Regions from separate parts of the Mus musculus genome. Here region 1 is linked to region 2. A link is a contact called in public HiChIP or PLAC-seq data. All regions are on one chromosome and are shown on one strand. The core of a region is the stretch at or near the end of the contact, and the rest is flanking DNA. Distances in the headings are between cores, read along the strand shown.

Evidence for each region. HiChIP or PLAC-seq counts read pairs in DNA pulled down with a chosen protein or histone mark.
Region 1: a CTCF HiChIP or PLAC-seq map of large pre-B cells shows a contact between it and region 2, with 12 times the contacts expected there. The contact joins two enhancer-like sites. A contact is called at or near these places in 1 of 15 datasets of contacts at CTCF or cohesin (large pre-B cells) and 2 of 115 datasets of contacts at active chromatin or transcription factors (the 230-238 cell line and large pre-B cells).

The regions. Positions count from the first base shown.
Region 1 is chr4:122,806,896-122,812,569 of GRCm38.p6, forward strand. No RefSeq gene overlaps it. Among named protein-coding and RNA genes, the nearest start is that of Ppt1, 26 kb to the right of the region's middle. Within about 2 kb of position 1,431, at least 12 of the 459 cell types and tissues checked have an H3K27ac peak or open chromatin away from gene starts, as enhancers often do.
Region 2 is chr4:121,195,178-121,200,915 of GRCm38.p6, forward strand. The region is part of intron 1 of Rlf (rearranged L-myc fusion sequence); the gene reads right to left. Among named protein-coding and RNA genes, the nearest start is that of Rlf, 17 kb to the right of the region's middle. Within about 2 kb of position 1,999, at least 118 of the 459 cell types and tissues checked have an H3K27ac peak or open chromatin away from gene starts, as enhancers often do.

The DNA of each region.
Region 1 (5,674 bases), core at 181-2,680, 1.6 Mb after region 2:
TTGAGACCCTCCACAATTTGTTCCTGGCTTCTTTTGGATGAAGATGTAAAACTCTCAGATCCTCCTGTGACATGCCTGCCTGGACACTGCCATTCTCCTTACCTTATGATACTGGGATGAACCTCTGAATCCTGTAAGTCAGGATTATAAAGGATTAATGATGTCCTTTATAAGACTTGCATTGGTCATGGTGTCTGTTCACAGCAATAAAACCCTAACTAAGACAACAGATATGGAAGGATGATTTGCCTTGCAGTCTCATTTCAGCTTGCCAACTGTGATTTCAACTACCCACAGTAATGTCTCTTTCTACCAAGCAGGATATCTGTTATCCAGGGACGTCTTGGAACTTAAAATGTATTTGACTCCTATTCAAAATGGAAGTTCTATTCAAAAATGGCTTCAGTTTGGTTCCATTGTACATAGCCATCAGAGAAATGCAAGTCAAAACTACTCTGAGATTTCATCTTACACCTGTCAGAATGACCAAGATCAATAACATAAGTGACAACTTATGCTATCAAGGATGTGGAGCAAGGGGAACACTCCTTCATTGCTGGTAGGTCACAGCCACTATGGAAATCAATATGGTTGTTTCTCAGAAAAAATTGGGAATCAATCTACCTCAAGACCCAGATTTACCTCTCTTAGGCACATACACAAAAGATGTCCCATCCTACCCCACTCTCACTTGCTTAGCTATGTTTATAGAAGCTTTATTCCTAATAGCCAGAAACTGGAAACAACCTAGATGCCCCTCAAACAGAAGAATGGATAAAGAAAACGTGGTATGCTTACACAATGGAGTGTTACTCAGCTGTTAGAGAAAAAATGACATTATAAAAATTTTAAGCTAATGGATGGAACTAAAACATCCAGAGTGAGGTGACCCAGACCCAGGAAGACAAACGTGATTTTGATTCACAAGTGGATATTAGCTGTTAAATAAAATATAATCACACTACAATCCACAGACCCAGAGAGTCTAAGTAACAAGGCTAGGGGGATGCAGGGTTCTCCCTGGGGAGGAAAAATATAATTTGTGGATAGACTTGGTGGGTGGGGACGGAAACAGGAGGGAATTGGGTGAGGAAGTGAGGGACAGAGGAAGGAGTACAGGAAAAGATTACCAGAATACTGAAACATTTCTAGGAACACAGCAGAAACTTCCTTCACCCATGAAGATGACCCTAGCAAGGACTCCTAGTAATGGAGTATATGAAGCCTGAATCATCCATCTTTGATAACCTAGCAGGCTTCCAGTGGCAGGACCCAGGCACCAATCCAGCCATAAAACCTTCAACCCATAAATAAACACAGCATGTATGCACAGCATGTATGTACCCGTCCTGCCTGCAAGATCGTGGCTCAAAGCTTGTGAGAGTGGCCAACCAAAGACTGGTATAACCAGGCCCAAGCCACAAGAGGGAGCCCGTGCCCAACATTGCCTGGATTCCAGGAACTGGAAACTGAATGTTTGGCTCAGATACCTAGAGTAGAACCAAACACAATTGAAAAGGGAGAAAAAAGTCACTGAAATGATTCCTAATGATGTTCATACATTGGTGCCTAGCCCAATTGACATCAGAGAGGCTCCTTCCAGCAGCTTACGGGAGCAGATGCAGAGACCCACTCAAACATTAGCTGGAGCTCAGGGAAACCTGTAGAAGAGGAGAAGGAAGGATTATAAGAGCCAGAAGGGTTGAGGACTCCAGGAAAACACAGTCCACAGAATCAACTAAGCAGGGCTCATAGGGGCTCACAGAGACTGCAGTGGCAATCACAGAGCCTACACTAGGTCTGTGCTAGGTCCTCTGCATACATGCTGTGTTTATTTAACTTGGGTTTTTTTGTAGGGCTCCTAACAGAGGGAGAAGGGATATCAGTGACTCTTTGCCAGCTCTTGGGACCCTTTTCCTCCTATGAGTTGCTTCGTCCAGCCTTGATATGGGTGTTTGTGCCTAGTCTTATTGCATCTTGCTATGCTGAGTTCAGCTGGTATCACTGAGAAGCCAGCTGGTATCACTGGGAAGCCTGCTCTTTCCTGAAGAGAAATGGAGAATGGATCTGGGAGAGGGCAGGCTGCCATTGGGATGTATTGTATGAAAGAATACATTTAAAAATAAATGTTTGTTTTCAGGCCAGACTTGATGGTGCATGCCTTTAATTGCAGACTAGGGAGGCAGTGGCTGGCAGATCTCTGTGAGTTTGAAGGCAACCTGATCTACAGAGTGAGTTCCAAGACAGTCAGGGCTGTTACACAGAGAAACACAAATAATAACAATAATAACAATAACAATAATAATAATAATAAAATATATTTTCTTTTGGGGTTTTTTTTTGGTGTATTGCCTGCATATATAACTGCACACCATGTGTGTGTATAGTGCTCGGGGGAGGCTAGATGAAGAAGTTGGATCCCTAGAACTGATGTTGCATTCATGTGGGTGCTGAAAATTGAACCAGGGATATCTGGAAGAGTGGTTAGAGCTCTTAACTACCAAGGCATCTCTTCAGCCCTTGATTTTTGCGGGGTGTTGGTTAGTTAGGTGGGTGGGTGGGTGGTTGGTTGGTTTTGAGGCTGGCCTGGTACAAATTGGCGTCAAACTTACAGAAACCCTATTTTTTTTTCTGTCTCCTAACTGCTGAGATTACAAACAGATAGCATCACCCTGGCCTAAAATTAACCGGTGTGTGTGTGTGTGTGTGTGTGTGTGTGTGTGTGTGTGTGTGTGTGTAGTGTATGTGCACGTGTGCAAGTGTGCTCTGCTGTTTCCATGCAGAGGCTAGAGGACATCAGGTGTTCCACTCTATCATACTCTACCTAATTCTCTTGAATCTGGAGCAGGCTGGTGGCCAGCAAGCCATGTGTGTGTAGACCACATGCAGCTTTTATGTAGATTCTGCAGGTCCTGTGCTAGCTTAGGAATCACTCTTAACTATTTCTTAGTGTATTACTCAGAGGTATTGACTCCATGTTATTGTTTTAAATTTTATTTTTATTATTTTTAGTTATGTGTAGCTGTATGTGTCTGTGTGGGAGTGAGCAAATATGTGTTCGGGTGCTCACAGAAACCAGGGTGTCAGATCCCCTGAAGCTAGAGTGGCAGGTGGGTGTGAGCCACCTGACATGGGTGCTGGGAACTGAACTATGGTCTCCTGGAAGAGCAGTTGGTGCTCTTAACTGCTGAGACATCTCTTCAGCTCTTGAGTCCACATTGTACAACTGTCACCACCATCCACCTCCAGGGTCCTTCTTGCCAAACTCAAACTCAGTACCCACTTACGATAACTAGTTTTGGTACAAGCTAGAGACATCTGAGAGGAAACATCAACTGAGTATATGCCCCCATCAGATCAGGCTGCAAACAAGCCTGTAGGACATTTTCTTAGTGATTGACATTGGAGGGCCCAGCCACCCTGGGCTGGTGGTCCTGTGTTCGATAACAAAACAGACTGAGCAAGCCATGGAAATCAAACCAGTAAGCAGCACTCATCCATGGCCTCTGCATCAGCTCCTGCCTCCAAGTTCCTGCCCTATTTGAGTTTCTGCCTTCACTTCCTTCAGTGACAATAGAACTATAAGTAAGGTTAACTCTTTCTTCTCCAAGCTGCTTTTGGTCATCACAGCAATTATCACCCTAACACTCCACTAAACAATGACTCCTTATTCCCTGTAATGGTTAATACTGATTGTCAACTCGTCAGAATCTAAATTCAGCTAGGAGACAAACATCTTGGCATGCCTGAGATGGTTTTTAGACTGAGCATACTGAGGTTGGGAGACTTGCCTTAAATGTCGATGGCACCATTTCATGGGCTCGGGAAAGGAGAAAAAAAACCTGAGCAACAGCCTTCATCGTTCTCTTTGCTTCCTGGCTGTGGATGCAATGGAACAACCTGACTCAAGCTCCTGCCACCACGCTTGTCCTGCCGTGACGGACTGTACCCTCACACTGTGAGCCAAGAGGCCAAGTGTGGTAGTGTACATCTTAAATCCCAACACTCAAAAGGCAGAGGCAGGAAGAGCTCTATGAGTTCAAGCCAGCTGGGTCTACATAGTGAGTTCCAGAGCTGTATAGTGAGACTGTCGACAGACAGGCAGACAGACTGATTGGAGTCATGAGTCAAAATAAATCCTTCCTCCTTGTTTTTCTCAGGTATTTTTTCAAGCAATGAGAAAAGTAACTGACGCCCTCCACCTCTCCGTCCTCCCTGGCAATCACCATTCTATCTACTTCCTGTCTTTATAATTTTGATTGCTGTTAAGTACCTCATAGAGATGAAGTGTTAAATTAAATATGAAAGCTGCTACAAATATGTATCTCCAAGTATTTCTTCAATACCTGCCTTTGAGTCCATACCAAGAAGTGCAAGTGTTGAGTCATATAGTGGTTCTATTTTTAAATTCTTTTCAATTTCATTTTACATGTATGGGTACATATCTACGTGTAGCTGCATTATCTGTGTGTGCCATGTGGGTGTCTAGTGCCCACAGAAGCAATAATAGGGAACTGGATCTCCTGTAACTGAAGTTACAGATGCTTGTGGGCTGACAGGTAGGTACTTAGAATCAGACCTAGGTCCCCTGGAAAAACAGCCAGTGCTCTTAACCATTGAGCTATTTCTCTAACCCTGTAATCTTTTTAATTTTTCAGGATAGTACCAGATTGTCTCCTATATTCTCTGTATCTCTTTACATTATTACCAATAATATGCAAGGTTGTAGTTTGTCCACATCCTCAACAACACTTGGTTTGGTTTGGTTTGGTTTGGTTTGGTTTGGTTTGGTTTGGTTTGGTTTGGTTTGGTTTTGGTTAATATTAACCTTTGTAAATACTATGGAATGCATGTTTCTGCCTCAGCTCTAAACAAAACTCCAACAAGCATAGGAGATAATGGGGCTAAAAGGACTTTTAATTCCATATTTAGTCTTTGACCACAGTTTCTCACAGAAATATTCTCAGGCCTTTATAATTTCGAGGGAAAGGGCTGGCTGGGATCCTTTATAGGAGTGGGTCAGGGTCTAGGGAATAAGGAAGTTGATGAGGCTATAGGAGGATATGTGCAGGTTTGTGGTCTCTTCTTCCTGGAATTGTTGGATCAGCTTAGACAGACTATCTTGAGAAATGACTGTCTCAGTAAACATTCCTCTCTGTGGCTGACTGATAACTGTTGGGTAAGGCCAGCCGAAACTTCCTAAGAATTCTGTATTTACAACTGAGGGACTCTGATATGATTGATAGCTTGTATAATCCCAATGATAGGACAATGGAGACAGAAATATCCCTGTGGTTGACTGGCCAGCCACCTTAGCTTAATTGGTGAGCTCCAGTTCTCTAGAGAGACCTTGTCTCAAAAAATATAATAATAATAATAATAATAATAAAGATGATGGCAGGTGGCTCCTAAGCAATGACATCTGAGGTTAACCTCTGTTCTTCACAAACATGGATACCTGCACACATACAAATGCATACATATATGCACTTATACACATATACTACAAGAAGTATAGATACTGAAAAGATTCTGGAATGCTATCATCTGGAGGTACCACAATATGGTGGACAAAGAAAGGTCATGCTATGGGAGACCTGTGTGACCTTTCACGTGTCTTCCCTGTGTGGTACTCAATTTTCTTTCTTCATTTTCAGCTGGGTTGGACTGGGTT
Region 2 (5,738 bases), core at 749-3,248:
TCTGGAGGGCCCAGGTTCACGTCTCAGTACATATAAGTCATCTGAAACTCCAGTTCCAAGGGATCTGATGCCATCCATCTTCTGACCTGTACAGGTACCAACCACAGATTACATGCAAGCAAAACATTTTTACATACAGATAAATACAATTTTTAAGTTAAATCAATAAAACAAAGGTGCAAACAAAAACAAGGGTAGAGACTATAAATTATTTGGAGGATCCTAAAAGCCAGAACCCCAGAACAAAAATGACCTGTGCTGGGATTAGGAAGAAAGAAAAGAGTATATCCTTAATGGTTATCTTTACAAAAAAAATTTTTTTTTAAATTTTGAACCAGGCACGGAGGAATGTGAGTTTAATCTCAGCACTCGGGGAGGCAGAGACAGGTTGAGCTTTGACTTCAAGACCAGCCTGATGTACATACATAGTGTGTTCCACGATAGCCAGAGCTACATAGAAACCCTGTCTCAAAAATCCTGAGTGCGTGCTTAGACGTATGTATGTGTATTGTGTACATGCTCAGTCAGAAAAGGGATTCAGAGTCCCTGGAACTGGAGTTACATGTGGTTTCGAGTCACGGTGTGGGTGCTGGGAAATAAACCAAGGTCCTGTGCAAGAGCAGCAAGAACTCTTAACCAATGAGCCATCTCTCCAGGCCTCTACAGCATATTTTGAAAAAGTATTAGTCTTCCATTTTTTATTATAAAATTAATGTCTTGTGGCTTTCAAAGTATGCCATAATTTATTCTGACACTCCAGAACTCAGATCATAAATTAAGACAGTATTTTGTTGGACAGTGCTGATCTGAATAAAATTGGATTCTAGTTAAAAAAAGAAAAGCGCAGAAAATGTTCTATTGTCTATTATTTTTACTATACCTTTCCATGTTTGGTTTTATTTAGAAACATAGATGCCTAATGATGTGTTGCAAGTTGCCAACAGTATCTAGTATAGTAACTTGATGCACAAAATTCAGAGCCTAGCAGCAATAAGGTAGATACAATATATAGCTGAGATGTACAGTAGGCTCTTATGGCACCTAAGTTTAAGTATATCCAAGCATGCTAGGCCCACAGGCTACTCTCTCTCTCTGTGTGTGTGTGTGTGTGTGTGTGTGTGTGTGTGTGTATGAGGGGGGAGGAGGAGGAGGAGAGGGAGAGGAAGATTGGAGTAGAACCTAGAGCTTCAAGCATGTTAGGCCTTGCCTAGCAGCTGCCTGCTTACAATGAGGAAGTGGCTAGGTGAAACCGCAGCTCTTTCACCTTGTGTTGTTACTTGTAACCAACTCACACTTTCCACATTAGCTACAGCCAAAAAAAAAAAAAAAAAAAAAAGTGTCTCTAGCCAGTGTCAGGCTTCCCATTTAGGCACGAATGACTTTGAATTTCTGATCCACTTTCTAAAGACTGGGACTATAGAACTGTTTTATGAGCTACTGGGTAGGGGTCCAAACTCAGAGCTTCATATACAGTAGGTAAGCACTGTACAAACTGAGCCACATCCAACCCTTCAGCTGATTTAAAAGAGACACAGAGAGACTTCCTTGTCATTTCCATCCTCCGCTGATCTATATCCCCGACCTTTACTTCATTTTTTAAATAAGAAAGCAGAAGCTGGGTGTGGTAGTGCAAACCTTTGATCCCAGCACTCAGTAGGCAGAGGCAGGTGGATCTCTGTGAATTCGAGTCTAGCCTGGTCTACAAAGTAAGTCCAGGACAGCAAGAGATGGTTACACTGAGAAACCCCCTTGAAGAGCCAAAGGGGGGGGGGGGGACGGACAGATTTTACGCTTTAATCTGAACTAGTCACCTGCCTCCAATACCCATGTTTTATCACTATTCTGTATGTCTACTCAGAACTCACAAACCTACTATCGCTTTAATAAATATGCTTATTTCCAAACTCTGCCTTTACTTCCGACTCCACTACCTTTAGTGTCTGCAGCCTCTGCAGTGTGGTCATCATTTGGCCTACTTCCTCAGAGTTTACCACATCCACCTCCCATTCGAAAGTCACTGCTTCTGGGAAGTTTTCTGGCAATAGTGCTAAGTGACACCCACTACTTTGCAATCCTGTGGTCATGTCAGGGAAGTGGCTCAGTTTAGGTAGAACTGTCTCGCCTGCTCACTGTTCTGGGTTTGATCCTAGTACCAAAAGATGGCCATGGTTTGCAGACCTGTCATCCCAACCCTTGAGAGTCAGTGACAGATGAGAAGTTCAGTGTCATCCTCATCCAGCTACAGAAGAACCTGCACCCCCAAAGCAACAGCAACAGCAACAACGACCCAACTAAAACAACTACAAGTGTCAGTTGTTCATTACAAATGAACATCGTAGGGTAACTGGATTTTTTTTTAAAGATAAGTGTGTGCATTATTTTAAAATCTGCACATAACACAAGAAATCTTATTCTGATTTTAATTTCTCAACAAATGAAATACATAAAATTCTAAATCTAGCTAAGAGGTGGAGAGTTTAATCCCAGCGCTTGGTAGGTTGAAGCAGGCAGATCATTTGAGTTCAAGGCTGGTCTGGTCTACAGAGCAAGTCCCAGGATAGCCAGGGCCTCACAGAGAAATCCTATTTTGAAAATAAAGTTCTAAATCTGAGCAATGTGATTATATTGTAAAGGGCAAGCTTCCGCGGGAGTCAGCAATTGAATCTCATCCCTGAAACAGGGGTTAACATTTTAAAATGCAAAAGTAAGGAGATGGGAGGACTCCAAAGATGATGAGAACTAAGATTTAAACATCAGTTAGCAATGAGGACCGAGGGGGTTGACATTAATGAGTGAGAAGAAAACAGCTGGCTGCTTGAACTGAGGAAGTACCTAGAGGCAATCTGGGACCTGGGCTGCTTCTGTACTAACACAGCCGCTACACATTACTTCCAGCTGCTCTGAGCTCAGAAATCTGGCCTACTCACAGTCCATCGCTCTACATTTCTTCGTCCACCCTGATTACATTTCACTGGGTCCAGTCCACCATCCCATCTCCACAGACTATTTTAGATACTGATCCTGTCATAGGTCATAAATATACTTTCTAGCTTCATTTCATTTTTAATTTTAAAATGCTTCTTGCTTTTGCCATAACAGTAGTGTATCTTTAAATATGTGCTATTTTCCATTATGCATAAAAACACCACCCAGAAACAGATCACTGTTAACAGGCAAGTTTGAGAATTTCCTTAATGTGTAAAGTGAAACATTTTATTTTATGGTGATGTTATGTCTCTACATTTACTGAAGAGCTTTCTTTGACTTCATTTTACTTTTGCTGTGTGACCCCCTCAGTCCAGTATGTTGGGCAAGTCCTCTTCCACGGAGTTATATCCCCAGCCACACTGTAGATTCATGCACATCATAGTTTCTAACTTTTGAGGCAGAGTCTTACCGTGTAATCAAGGCTGACCCTAAAGCTCACAATGTAGCCCAGGTCAGCCTCGAATTCACAATTCTCCTGCTTCAGTCTCCTAAATGCTGGAATTATAGGTGTCTACTACCACATCCTGCCCTGATCTCTTTGCGGTGGAAAATAAAGATAGGTTCCCCTATGTGTAAAATATTACTTACATTCATGACACTCTTATTGACTTGTTCTTTGACAGTTTCATACATTACATACCAGGTACTCTTCACCTTGACTCCTATCTCCTACCACTGTCAGGACTTCTCTCCCCACATTTATATCTTCTTGTTTCATTTAGTGACCACAGGTTTGGAACTATCTGCTTTAGTGGCCCCATGACTACTTTCTTAGAATGGACTATAAATACAATTTCTGGCTCCATAACCTCTAAGGCTTTACATGATACTGGATTCTGCTCCAGAAAAGAAAGGAAGAAAGAAAGAAAATCAATCCTAATTTACAATCCTATTATTAGTATAAGACAGTGACATACTGAAGAGCTATCACATTAGACACGTTAGACAGCATATGAAGTTGGGGGAACTTAACCTGTGTTAAAAATTCTACAAGGTCAAATGCCAAAACTTTGTGACTATGAAAGGTAAAATGCTGCAGAACAGAGCCAAATTGCCTTGGGTTATTTCTTGTCCCTTTAAAAGGTATTCATTGCCCTCCCCAATGTCTGTCTGACCTACATCCCTGTGACTATCAAAGACTTTAAAATGCATTCTTGGCAAACCACTAGCTTCCAGCACAAGAACTAAGAAGTCAAACAGCATAATACCTGTAACAATTCACCCCACCCCACCCCTACTTTGTTGGAACCTGTGGTCCTCAGCAACACATTTGATAATTGTCTTTCTTTGTTCTAAAACTAATAAAAATCTCACATAACCAACCACGTCTACTACAATGGAACTCCGTATTGGGAGTGGGCTGAATCCATGTTCCTAGACCACTGTCACTCCAGAACAAATTATCTTATTCCCTTAGAGGTAAGAGGTGTGATTTTTGCATGGATAAAGTATCAGCTTGACGGAGAAATGCAGAATCTTGCTTATTCAGTTTACAATCCTTTCATTTTATTTGTTATGTGTTTTTGAGGCAGATTTTGGTGTAGCCTGGGCTGGCCTCAGTTCCCTGAATTCCTGATCTTACTACCTCTGCCTCTGAAGTGATGAGATTATAGGCTTGTGCCACCAAACCAGCTAACAACCTTTTCACCACCCTGTGCCTGAATTGTTTTTTACATTTTCAATTGTGAGTAATCACTAAAAGACAGAGACCAATGGAATCCAACAGATAACCTATAAATAAAATCCTTATATACACGGTGTAGTAATTTTCAAAAACTATAACAAGACCATTCAGTAAGAAAAAGACAAATTTTTCATTAACCAATCCTAAGAAACAAGATATGTACATGTAAAAGGATGAAGCTGAGGGCAGCTGATGTAGCTCAGAGCCATCAGTTGTTGATAAACCTTGGAGACCTGAGTTCAAGCCTTAGGATTCATATGGTAGAAGGAGAGAAGAGGCTCCCACAAGTTGTTGTGCCTTCACACACATGTAATGCTGTGGCACTCATATCCTCATGTACACACACTCATACATTAAAAAAAAAATGGGTGAGAAAAAAAAAAGCAAGGCTTGATGGCACACCTCTTTAATCCCAGCACCTGGTTTATGTAGTAAATTCTAGAACAGGAAAGAAAAAGAAAGAAAGAAAGAAAGAAAGAAAGAAAGAAAGAAAGAAAGAAAGAAAGAAAGAAAGAAAGGTACATATTAGAGGGGTCAAATTCATAGAAAGAGGAAAGGAAAGAATAAAATAGGGAATTAAGTGTTTAATGAGCAGTTTCATTTGGGAAAGATGAAAAAGTTCTGTTATACCAAAGTGTAAATGAATGTACTGCTGTAATTAACTGGATGCAGGTGGGAAGATGCAACTTCTAGAGGAAGGTAAAACAGAAAAGATAGCTTGAGCTCAAGAACTGGGGGCCAGAGCTGGAGAGATGGCTCTGTGGTTAAGAGCACTTGCTCTTCCAGAGGTATCAGGCACACATACATACATGGTGCACATACATGCCTGCAGGCAAATCTTCATATACATAAAAAAACCAAACCAAACCAAACCAAACCAAAACAGCCACATCTTTTTAAGAGTTTGATAAGGGGCTGGTGAGACGGACGGCTCAGCGGTTAAGAGCACTTCTGGCTATTGTAGAGGCCTGGGTTCAGTTCCCCAAACTCACAAGCATCTGTAACTCCAGTTCTAATAATGCTTTTTTCTGACCCCTGAAGCCACCAAACACATAGTACACACACA